2 separate regions of the Mus musculus genome follow, and region 1 is linked to region 2. A link is a contact called in public Hi-C data. All regions are on one chromosome and are shown on one strand. Each heading gives the region's core, a stretch centred on a gene start, on an enhancer-like site or on the middle of the called end of the contact. The rest is flanking DNA. Distances are from core to core; before and after follow the strand shown.

What was found. A called contact is a pair of places that touch in the nucleus more often than the background predicts.
Region 1: a contact with region 2 is called in a Hi-C map of CD8 T cells, with 2.3 times the contacts expected there. The contact joins two enhancer-like sites. A contact is called at or near these places in 3 of 484 Hi-C or Micro-C datasets (B cells, CD8 T cells and nephron progenitors) and 2 of 115 datasets of contacts at active chromatin or transcription factors (astrocytes and large pre-B cells).

What each region holds. Positions count from the first base shown.
Region 1 is chr17:73,272,526-73,277,040 of GRCm38.p6, forward strand. No RefSeq gene overlaps it. Among named protein-coding and RNA genes, the nearest start is that of E330032C10Rik, 24 kb to the left of the region's middle. Within about 2 kb of position 1,511, at least 82 of the 459 cell types and tissues checked have an H3K27ac peak or open chromatin away from gene starts, as enhancers often do. A contact at or near this core is called in CD8 T cells, where this site is marked.
Region 2 is chr17:73,008,319-73,013,118 of GRCm38.p6, forward strand. No RefSeq gene overlaps it. Among named protein-coding and RNA genes, the nearest start is that of Gm30420, 13 kb to the right of the region's middle. Within about 2 kb of position 1,958, at least 66 of the 459 cell types and tissues checked have an H3K27ac peak or open chromatin away from gene starts, as enhancers often do. A contact at or near this core is called in CD8 T cells, where this site is marked.

The DNA of each region.
Region 1 (4,515 bases), core at 261-2,760, 260 kb after region 2:
TTCAAATACAATATCCAAGGGCACATAACATTATAAGCCAGGCCATCAGCCCAATAACATTGCGAACTGTGGCAGGCACAGCAGTGCTCCCCTGAAACGGGTCTACCTACCAATAACCCCAAACACGCAAATGCATTAGATCCAATAAGGCTGTGGGTGGGATGAAGGATGCTACCTGACTGCCCCGCAGATGAGGAGGTGGTCATCTGGATGAGGTAGGGTAAGCCAATGGAAGAGCAAGGGTCCATCTGCGGATTGAATGTGGTGTGCCTCCTTCCAGGCTTCACGTGTTGAGAGCTCACAGCCTGGAAATGGCAGGGAAACATTATGGAAGAGGCAGGAGCTAGTAGGAATTCTTATGTCACTGGGGTTCTGCCCCTAGGGGGAACATGGGAGTTGTGGAGTGAACTCTCACTAGACCCAGTTGTTAGAGAAGCCTAAATCAGTCTCTACATTGCTGCTTTGTTGTTTGAGGGGTGTGTGTGATTTTTTTTCCCCTCACAAACATGTTCCTGTCACCTACCATGACAGTCCCATCAGAACCAGTGAGTGCCAGTGCCTTGGAACCCCAGAAATGGGTTCTCAACCATCCTTTCTGCTTATAAAGTCAGACTAGTCATTCCAGTAACAGAAGGAAAGGCATGTGGAACCTTTCCCATGGAAGATAGATGTTAAAGAGAAGGTTACTGCTATGAGATTTGAGAGACTAGATTTTTCACCAGCTTTGAAGGATGAAGGGGAGAAGTGTGGAGGAACACAGGTTGTCTCTAGAAGATGAAAAGAGGCAAGAAAATGGATGCCACCATAGGGCGTCTACCCAAAAATATACCATGCCGGACACCCAGTCTCACTTCTGACCAAGGAACTCTAAGACAATAAATAAATTTGTGCTATTTAATTCTAATAAGATAAATATGGCATTAAACCCGAAGTGGGACATAATACAACAAATGTCACACAGCCTGTGGAGGGTCCATGGCCGTGTTGCCCAATGGCTGTACAGGGGAGGCAGATCTGACCCTACAGAAGAAAACAAGAAGTGTTCCATCCCTTGCCTATCTTCCTGTACTAACCCCTTCAAAGTAAAAACAAAAAACAAAAAACAAAAAAAGCTCAAATGAAACCAGCTCAGACTTCTGACCGGCCATCCGTGTAACCAAACCCAACCCTCCCACTGGCAAAAGAAGCTGGAGGAGTGGTGGAGGAGAGGGACACAGGACAACTTTCCTTTTTCCTGTGTCCCACAGATGGTAGTTGGAGCCATCTTGGACTTTGAAGTGTCCTTGCTTCCTTGCTTGTTGACCCCACCCCCAACTAACAGGGTGAACGCTGTCGTACCTAGGGATTCTGCAGGTTTGTGTACACTCTGCCTTCTCCAGGAAGCCTTTGGTGGCCAATATGGCCCACATTCGACCCCTTCTGGCTACAAAGGTTTTACACAGTGGCTTCTGTTCAGCGTGGCGTGGCACAGGAAGACAGTTTAACATACCACCCCTCTCTTCACAAACCGTTTCATGCCTCTAGACCACAAAGAGGAAGTATAAAGACACCAATTCTCTGTTGGCTGGTGCTCATCAGCTGGTATGATCACCAACCAAGAGGGCATATCCCAGCTACAGCCTGATATAGCCTGCTTCTCATAGGTTTTTCTTCCCTGATAAGTACATTTTGGCTTCACGCTTTCTTTAAGTTTCCCTGGACTTCTTTTCTGGAACTGCTGGAACATCTATGCATGAGTTCTGCCATGTTGTAATACATGGCAGACTCAGGCAACCCAAGAAATGTAAAGTTCAGTGACTCAGGCCAGACTCTTGAACCTCTTCCAGAGGACCGGAGTTTTATCCCCACCACCCATGTTGGGCGGCTCACAGCTACCAGTAACTCCAGTTTTATGGGGATCCAATGTTTTGTTCCATCTTTTGTTGGCACCCACACTCAGATGCACATACCTGCTCCCCATACATATAATAAAAAATAAAAATCTATACTGAAAGTCTGTTTAAACATCTTTATACATGTACATTTTTTAATCATAAAAATAAATATTTATGGTCCAATGGCTCAGGAGATTTGACCTTGAGTAGGCCTGTCCTGAGCGCTTCTCTGACTTCAGTTTTGCCGGGGCAGGTGTCTATCAAAAGCTTTATTCTAGTCGACTTTATTCTGTGGCTATGCCTGACTTTCAGGTTCTAGTCTACTGACTGTGTGGCTCCTCTGGACTCAGATAGCCCACTGAGCTCACTGCCTTTCTGGACTCCTTCTGATTAGGCAGCCCTGTATGATTAACATCTCCATTCCAGACACCTACTGACCTGCCTGCCTGCCTGCATATGGTCAAGATGTTCACTCAACAGGCCTAGAAAAGGATCTCTCTGTACCTTTTTTTATTTCTACCTTGACAGATATCTCATCCGAGTTAAAAAACATTTATCCACTAGCCGCATCCTCACCCTGGTTTTCAGCCTCCCTCTTCATCATCCCTATCGATCAAGCACAGAGACTTCAAGCTGATCCAGTCACGAAATTGCACATTTCCTTTAGGAAACATTGTCCGTGAATGTCCTCCCACTGCGTACCAGCCTCACGGAGAGACACTTAGAGCCTGTATGGGCCTGCTTCTTCTGGAACCATGTTCTAGTCCCCTCTGGCCTTCCGAGCAAAGAGGAGTGCCATGTTTGTCCTGGATCAAAGAAGCCTGCAGTCACTCCCCATATCCTCCACTCCGCTAGCTGCTCTGGGCAGTTTGAAGATTAATGAGGTGGCACATGTGCATGCGGCATGCAGAAAGGAGCCGGCAGAGAAAGTAGTAGCAGCGACCTGCAGAGATAGCGAGTGACTGCCACCCAATGAAAGATGCACATGTCCCAGTAGTGTTACGACCTGCAAGCAGTGTCTATTTTCAAGCTGCTCAGGATGTCACAGATTGTGAACCACTGCTAATTCATTCATGGCATTCCTGGGGACCAAGCAATGCCTCCATTTGGGGATTGGCAAAGATGGAAGTAGCCAGTAGGGTCAACTCTCTGCATGCAGGGATAGGTCCTCATGCTATCTCTCTGTGTGCAGGAATATATCCTCATGCTATCTCTCTGTGTGCAGGGACAGGTTCTCATGCTGGCTAGACGGTTGCTGAAGTATTGCCCACATAGTAGGTCATGATGCTTTTGGTGATGCTTGCTCTAGTCTGGAGTCTTCTGAGTGATTTGGCAGATGGCTGTGTGTACCTGCATCATCCTTTGCATAAATTCCACCTGGTCACATTCTAGAGAATGATTCTCTATGTTTGTGTGCCCAAAGGGCTGCACTACTTATAGACTATAAATAATTTCTCTCCGAAATATCAAAACATCCCCTTTTCCTTAGGAATGTATTTTCTATTTTTAATGGTATCTTCCGGGAGGTAGGTCTTAAGCAGGAATACTTTGGTTTGGGTCCTCAAAGTTGCCCTCGTTTGCCCTGACCCCTGTTCTTAAAGAATATTTCTCCATGATCTATTTAGTTTAAGGTCTTAGGCTAAAACATGGCTTTTGATTATGTATTCCCGACTCCACGCTCATGTTTTGCATTTCAGGATGACTTGGAAAGGTCAAAAAACACGTTTCTCTCTGAATCAAGTTGGGACCGTACCAGCATCCACCTCAGTACCCTTTCCAGTGTGCCAACCACCAGCTCTGCTTGCAGCCCCTGTGGATGAACATCCTAGTGAGGCAGGGGACCTGGAATCAGCATCTTTCCTAAGGTAGCCAGTGATGCTTGTACCCTGTGGCGCCTAAGACCCACCACCCAGGAGGAGGAACAAGGGATACAGCCTTCCTCCATCTCCCACATGGCTGCCTTTTCCTATACATCTCAGTTCACAGGTCTGTACTGCAAGAATGGATCCTGGTTTTGGGTCTCTGCCTTGCTCTTGTGGCTATACATGGGTTTCTGTTACTTTCACAGCACACAGAATTTCGATAGCCTTTCTGGAAAGTGAACTACACTAATGCAGTTGTACTCCATGGGAATGCAATATGGCCAAGAGGGACAAAAAACGGGCACTTGGAAAATAGGTGCTTTTCTAATTTTCCAGAGAAAGAAGAAAAAAATATAGAATTAATATATAAAATATATTATTTCTTTCTATGATATAAATCTTTCTATATGCTATTTATGCTGTATATATATGCTATAAGTCTATATATGAAATTATATATAAATATATGTTTCTTCTTTTTATAATATATATCTTTCTATATCTATTGTGGTGGTCTGAATATGCTTGGCCCAGGGAGTGGCACAATTAGGTGTGGCTTTATTAGAGTAGGTATGGCCTTATTGGAGGAAGCATATCACTGTGGAGGTGGGCTTTGAGACCTTCCTCTTAGCTGCCTGGAAGACAGTCTTCTCCTGTTTGCCTTCCTATCAAGATGCAGAACTCTCAGCTCCTCCTGCACCATGCCTGCGTGGATGCTGCCATGTTACTGCCTTGGTGATAATGGACTGAACCTGAGGACTTGTAAGCCAGTCCCCACT
Region 2 (4,800 bases), core at 708-3,207:
GCAAGCGGCTCAGAGAACCAACGCCGACTCCCCAGAGATGGCCATGGTCATGGCAGCATCGAAGAGCAGAGCATTCCACGAGCACGAAGCAAATGCTTCGCTAAAGGAGACCCGAAACACTAGCTGTATCGGCACTGTGAGAGTTCGGGATTATTTGTAATGATTGGAGAAACCCTGTGGACATATACTGTCCCACCTCTGCCCTCGGTTTTGCCAGTCTGTTCAAAACTCAATTTTGACTAAACAGCGCTTATCTACGGTGTGTCTCAGCGTTGTTAGGTGTGTGCTAGGATTACCTCATCAAATCCTTAATGCTGCAAAGCAGTACAGAGATACTCATACCAAATTATGATTGTGACTTTGAGTCTGGGGCCCTGGCCTCGTCCCAAAACTATTAAACATCAAGATCCAAGGCAAGGCATTCAAAATCGAGTCTTAAATTCCCTCCCTGCCTTCTCCGTGATTGTCTTCCAGGGGAATCTGGTCTGTGTCCAGCCATTCTCCACACCGGGAGATACCCACACCCAGAATACGCCAGAATCAAAGATGGATCAGCATAGTGGAACGGGAAGGGAGAATGGGCAGAGTGCGTTCTAGCTGGTTCTGATTTTAACCAGAGAGGTTCCTTTATTTTCTGGTCTATAAAGCAGAGGGAGTGGTTCTCGAAACCACTTCCTGCCCTGCCTCCCCACTGGTGACTGCCTGTGAGTCTCTGAAGGGCTGTGGGTCTCCATTTAATGTGTTTATGTAATCATGAGGTCCTTCTGCCTGTGTGCAGCTTGATGTCCAAGGAGGGACACACTATCTACTTTCCCAGCTTCCCAAAGAGCATTGGGGGAGGACTCTGGAATGTACATCTCCCCCTGGTGACCGGAGGAGGAAACTGCAAGCCGTTTCTCCTGGGCTCCAGGGCTCCCAGCACAAAGTGACTCTTAGCCCACCACACAGAAAAGGTGAATACAGGCTGCCTTGTGCTCTCTGTCCATTTTCTGGTACACATGGAAGAGTTAGAGGATCGAATGGTTGTGAGAAACAAAAGTCCAAACAGGACGAGGCAATGCTGTAGCTCTCTAATGGCTGAGAAAGTTTAGGAAAAACAACCTTATATCAGGATTGGACACTGAAAGTTCTCTGAAAATGTTACCTGCCCCGACTTCTCAGCAGAAGCAGAAGGAATGGCTAATTTTCAGAGCAGAGTATGATTAGAGAATTACTCCAAGTCAGGTTCAAGAGAATGGTAGACCTTCCAGGAGCTGACTAGAAGAAGGTACTTGGAGTGCTTGGAGTCCCCCTCCAGCATCCTCCCAGAGTTATAAGGGGAGGGTGCCAGCAGTAAGTGGGAGAATCAAGAACAAATAGGTAATCTCACATTGAGAAGGTGCTTCATAGAAGCAGGGAAAGGTGACAGGAAAGAACTGTGTGCTTGGGGGAAGGCTGGAGACGTCTCTTTAAGCAATGGCACCAGGAGACTCTATTTGAAGAGGGAACATGGCTGCCATTCCTTGATCCAGATATACATATGGAGGGTGAGCACCTTTCCCCAATGAAAGGAAAGAACTAAGTTAATGGATGAAACTTTTTTTGCTGTTCTCAATTCTTCAATGATAACTGTTGCATAGCTCTCCGTGGATGCCAAGAAAAGACAGCACGTAGCCAGCAAATGTGATTTAAAACATCCCGTAAATAGATGTTTAAAGTGTGTGCTTTGCCCAGACATGAGAATGCTTGAGATTTTATACAGTACACAGTCAAAGCTTGGGTGTTTTCTGTTAGTGGATCTGTCCCTAGTTTATGTGGCTGAAATAAACTTTCATCTGAATTTGGTTTCCGTTTCCATGATGATTTGCCAAACCCTGGCTGTGGGCCAGGTCCGTGGTGGGTCTTGGCCTACATGGGTAAACAAGATGACAGAGTCTCTCAGGGAGTTTTTGGTCTTCTAGAAGAGCAGGGCCAGGAACTGTGACAAAGCTGCTGTTGTGGAAGGAAAGATGAGGCCCTGGAGAGGAGACAGGAGGCACATCTGACCCACAATCATACTTAGAGAAGGCAAGAGAGAGGACACAGTGCTAAGCCAGGCACCCCAAGATGGATGGGAGACAATTAAGGGAAGAGGGGTAAGGGGTGCCATAGAGCCTGTTCCAGGCAGAAGCAAATGCCAGACAAGGAGAGCAGGAGATATTTTATACATACATACATACATATGTGTGTGTGTGTGTGTGTATATATATACATATATATGTGTGTGTGTGTATGTATATGTATATATGTGTGTGTGTATATATGTATATATATATATATATATACATATATATATATATATATATATATATATTCCCTGCAACTAAATCACAATATATAACAACATAAGAAGGCACTTAAAAAAGGAAGGACAAAAAGTTTAACAAGGACAGGAAAAGTGGCCAGAGTTCTGATAGAGATGCACAGATAAGAGAATATCTGGGGCCTCTACAACCAAGTGGAATTTGAAAATCTTCATTTTAACAAGCTCCCTGGATGAATCCTTGACACGAAAAAAAAAATTAACACTGATAAACTACTTTTAAGTCTTTGACAAGTTTTCTACCAAAACAAATATTGAGAAATAAATTTCCAAGCCGTAAAACAATGAGAAAATTGGACAAATTTGAACATGACTGTATTAAAGAATTGTCTGGCTTTTAACGTGTTGAGATATCACAGTTAAGGCTTCTTAAGGACCCTGATGTTCTGGAAATGCAGACTAAGACAGCTACGGATAAAACATGCGGCAGCAGCACGGCCCGGGCAGGAGAGCAGATGAACCGGAGCTAAGAAGTGAAAGACACCTGTCGAAGCCTCAGTGGTTTCGCGCCACTATCCCATTTGTTTCTCTCTGTGCTGGAAGTTTTCCGTAATGAGAACAGATCGCCGTGGCAGCCACACACCATACTCACTGTTCAACATCCCCCAAACCTCTAAAGTGGGGCCAGAGAAGAGGCTTCATGGTGGAGTGGACCAAAGGGGGTCCCAGACAGAAAGACTTTTGGGGGTCACCTTTGGGGGTCACCTCTCCAAGGGATTGATGCGCCAAGATCTGTGTTTGTGTGGATGTGTGTGTGTGTGGGGGGGGTATGTTCATTCATGTGTATGTGTGTAGTTCACGTATGTGTGTATATCAGTGTGTTTGTTCGAGTGTATATATGTTTGTGTTTGTGGGTATGTGTTCATGTGTGTGTATGTGTGTTCATATATGTGTGTTAGTGTGTTTGTTCATGTGTATATATGTTTGTGTTTGTGTGTATGTGTGTGTTCATGTGTGCATGTGTATGTGTGTTCGTATGTGTGCATGTTCAGATAATGACACACATGTAGAAGTCAGAGGACAGCCTTGAGTGTCAGTCAGTTGTCACCTCTCACTTACAGCAGAGTCTCTGTTGTTTTCTTCTGTTTGTATTCTGATCTAGGTCAAAATTCTCCCATCCTCCTTCCCATCTACTCATGGTATCACTGGAATTATAAACACCCGCACATTGGCTCTGAGCTTTTATTATGTTCTAAGGCCTCGAACTTAGGTACTCAGGCTTGCTCAGCAGTTCTTTTGCCCACTGAGCCATCGCTCTGGCCCCTAGGATCTCTTGTTAGCTGGCTTCTTTTTCTTTTTCAGTGAAAAGAAGGACACGGTGAAACTGCTAAATCAGGACAATAATGGATCTCCTGGACATGAACTGTCAGACAGATCAAGGAAAATTACAGGAAATGCTTAGAAAGTGGTAGAGAGAAAGCAAGTATCAGACAAAACTCAGCTTGCTCACATCTATCACAGAGAAAATTTCCACAAGACAGAAAATGGTCCAGGACTAGGGATCCAAGAGGCAGCACATAGGCATAGCAGACACATTCCCAAAGCCAACAAGGCCAGTCAGGAATGTTACTAGGTATGTAACATTTGTATTCATTAGGAACATTAAAACTATACTGTGTGTGCCACCATAGCATTCCTCGGGCACTGAGAAGGCCACAGACATGGCTGTTAACCTGGGTCGGGGAGCAGAGGTCAGTAGGCTTGGTTAAATCCCTCCCATCTCCTCTGCTTCTCCCTGCCAGGCTCCACAGTAGACCTGTGCCCAAACTCCCATCCCTCTGAGCCTGAGCGATTAGAGGAAGGGAGGAAAACAATGGAGAGCCAGAGGCCCTCGGGCTGCTGCTGAGTGGGGATTTTAGTCGGATGTTGAGTTTACCTGGAATGCCCCGGTGTTATTTTGGGAAGGCAGACATCCTATGGAAACAATGATGTGGAAAAGAAAACAGCTAAAGCAAATGCTAGTGCTGGCTTTTGCCAAAAGAGTCCCATGTGACCCGGGTAGGCCCTGGAAGCCTAGGTCAGACAGATGCAGGGCTCGAAACTGAGGCTCTCTAGGTCACCAGCTGGAAGCACACAGGATGTTAATGGAAAGCAAGGGTTTCAGCGAAGTGTCCGACAAGTCACAACAAGAGAGGAAGGACCTGAGACCGTGCATCTTGCCATTTGGGTGAGCAGAAAATAAAAAAACCCACACAAGAAACCCAATCTGGCCTGAGTTGCAGGCTGGGCTTCCACTGTTTGCTAGGTGATCTCAAGCAAGACATATAACCTTTAAGATAGAGTTTCTAAGACAGAAGGCAGGGATGAACACAGAAGCTGGCAGAAGGCTTTCCTAAAGAAGGTAGATTAAATGCCATAAACGCAGGCTGCTCTTTACTAATTAAACCTGATAGAGTCCTACGTAAGTATGCTGTGTAGCCCAGGCTGGCCTCTTACTTGCCCTCTGCCCCCTGAGGGCT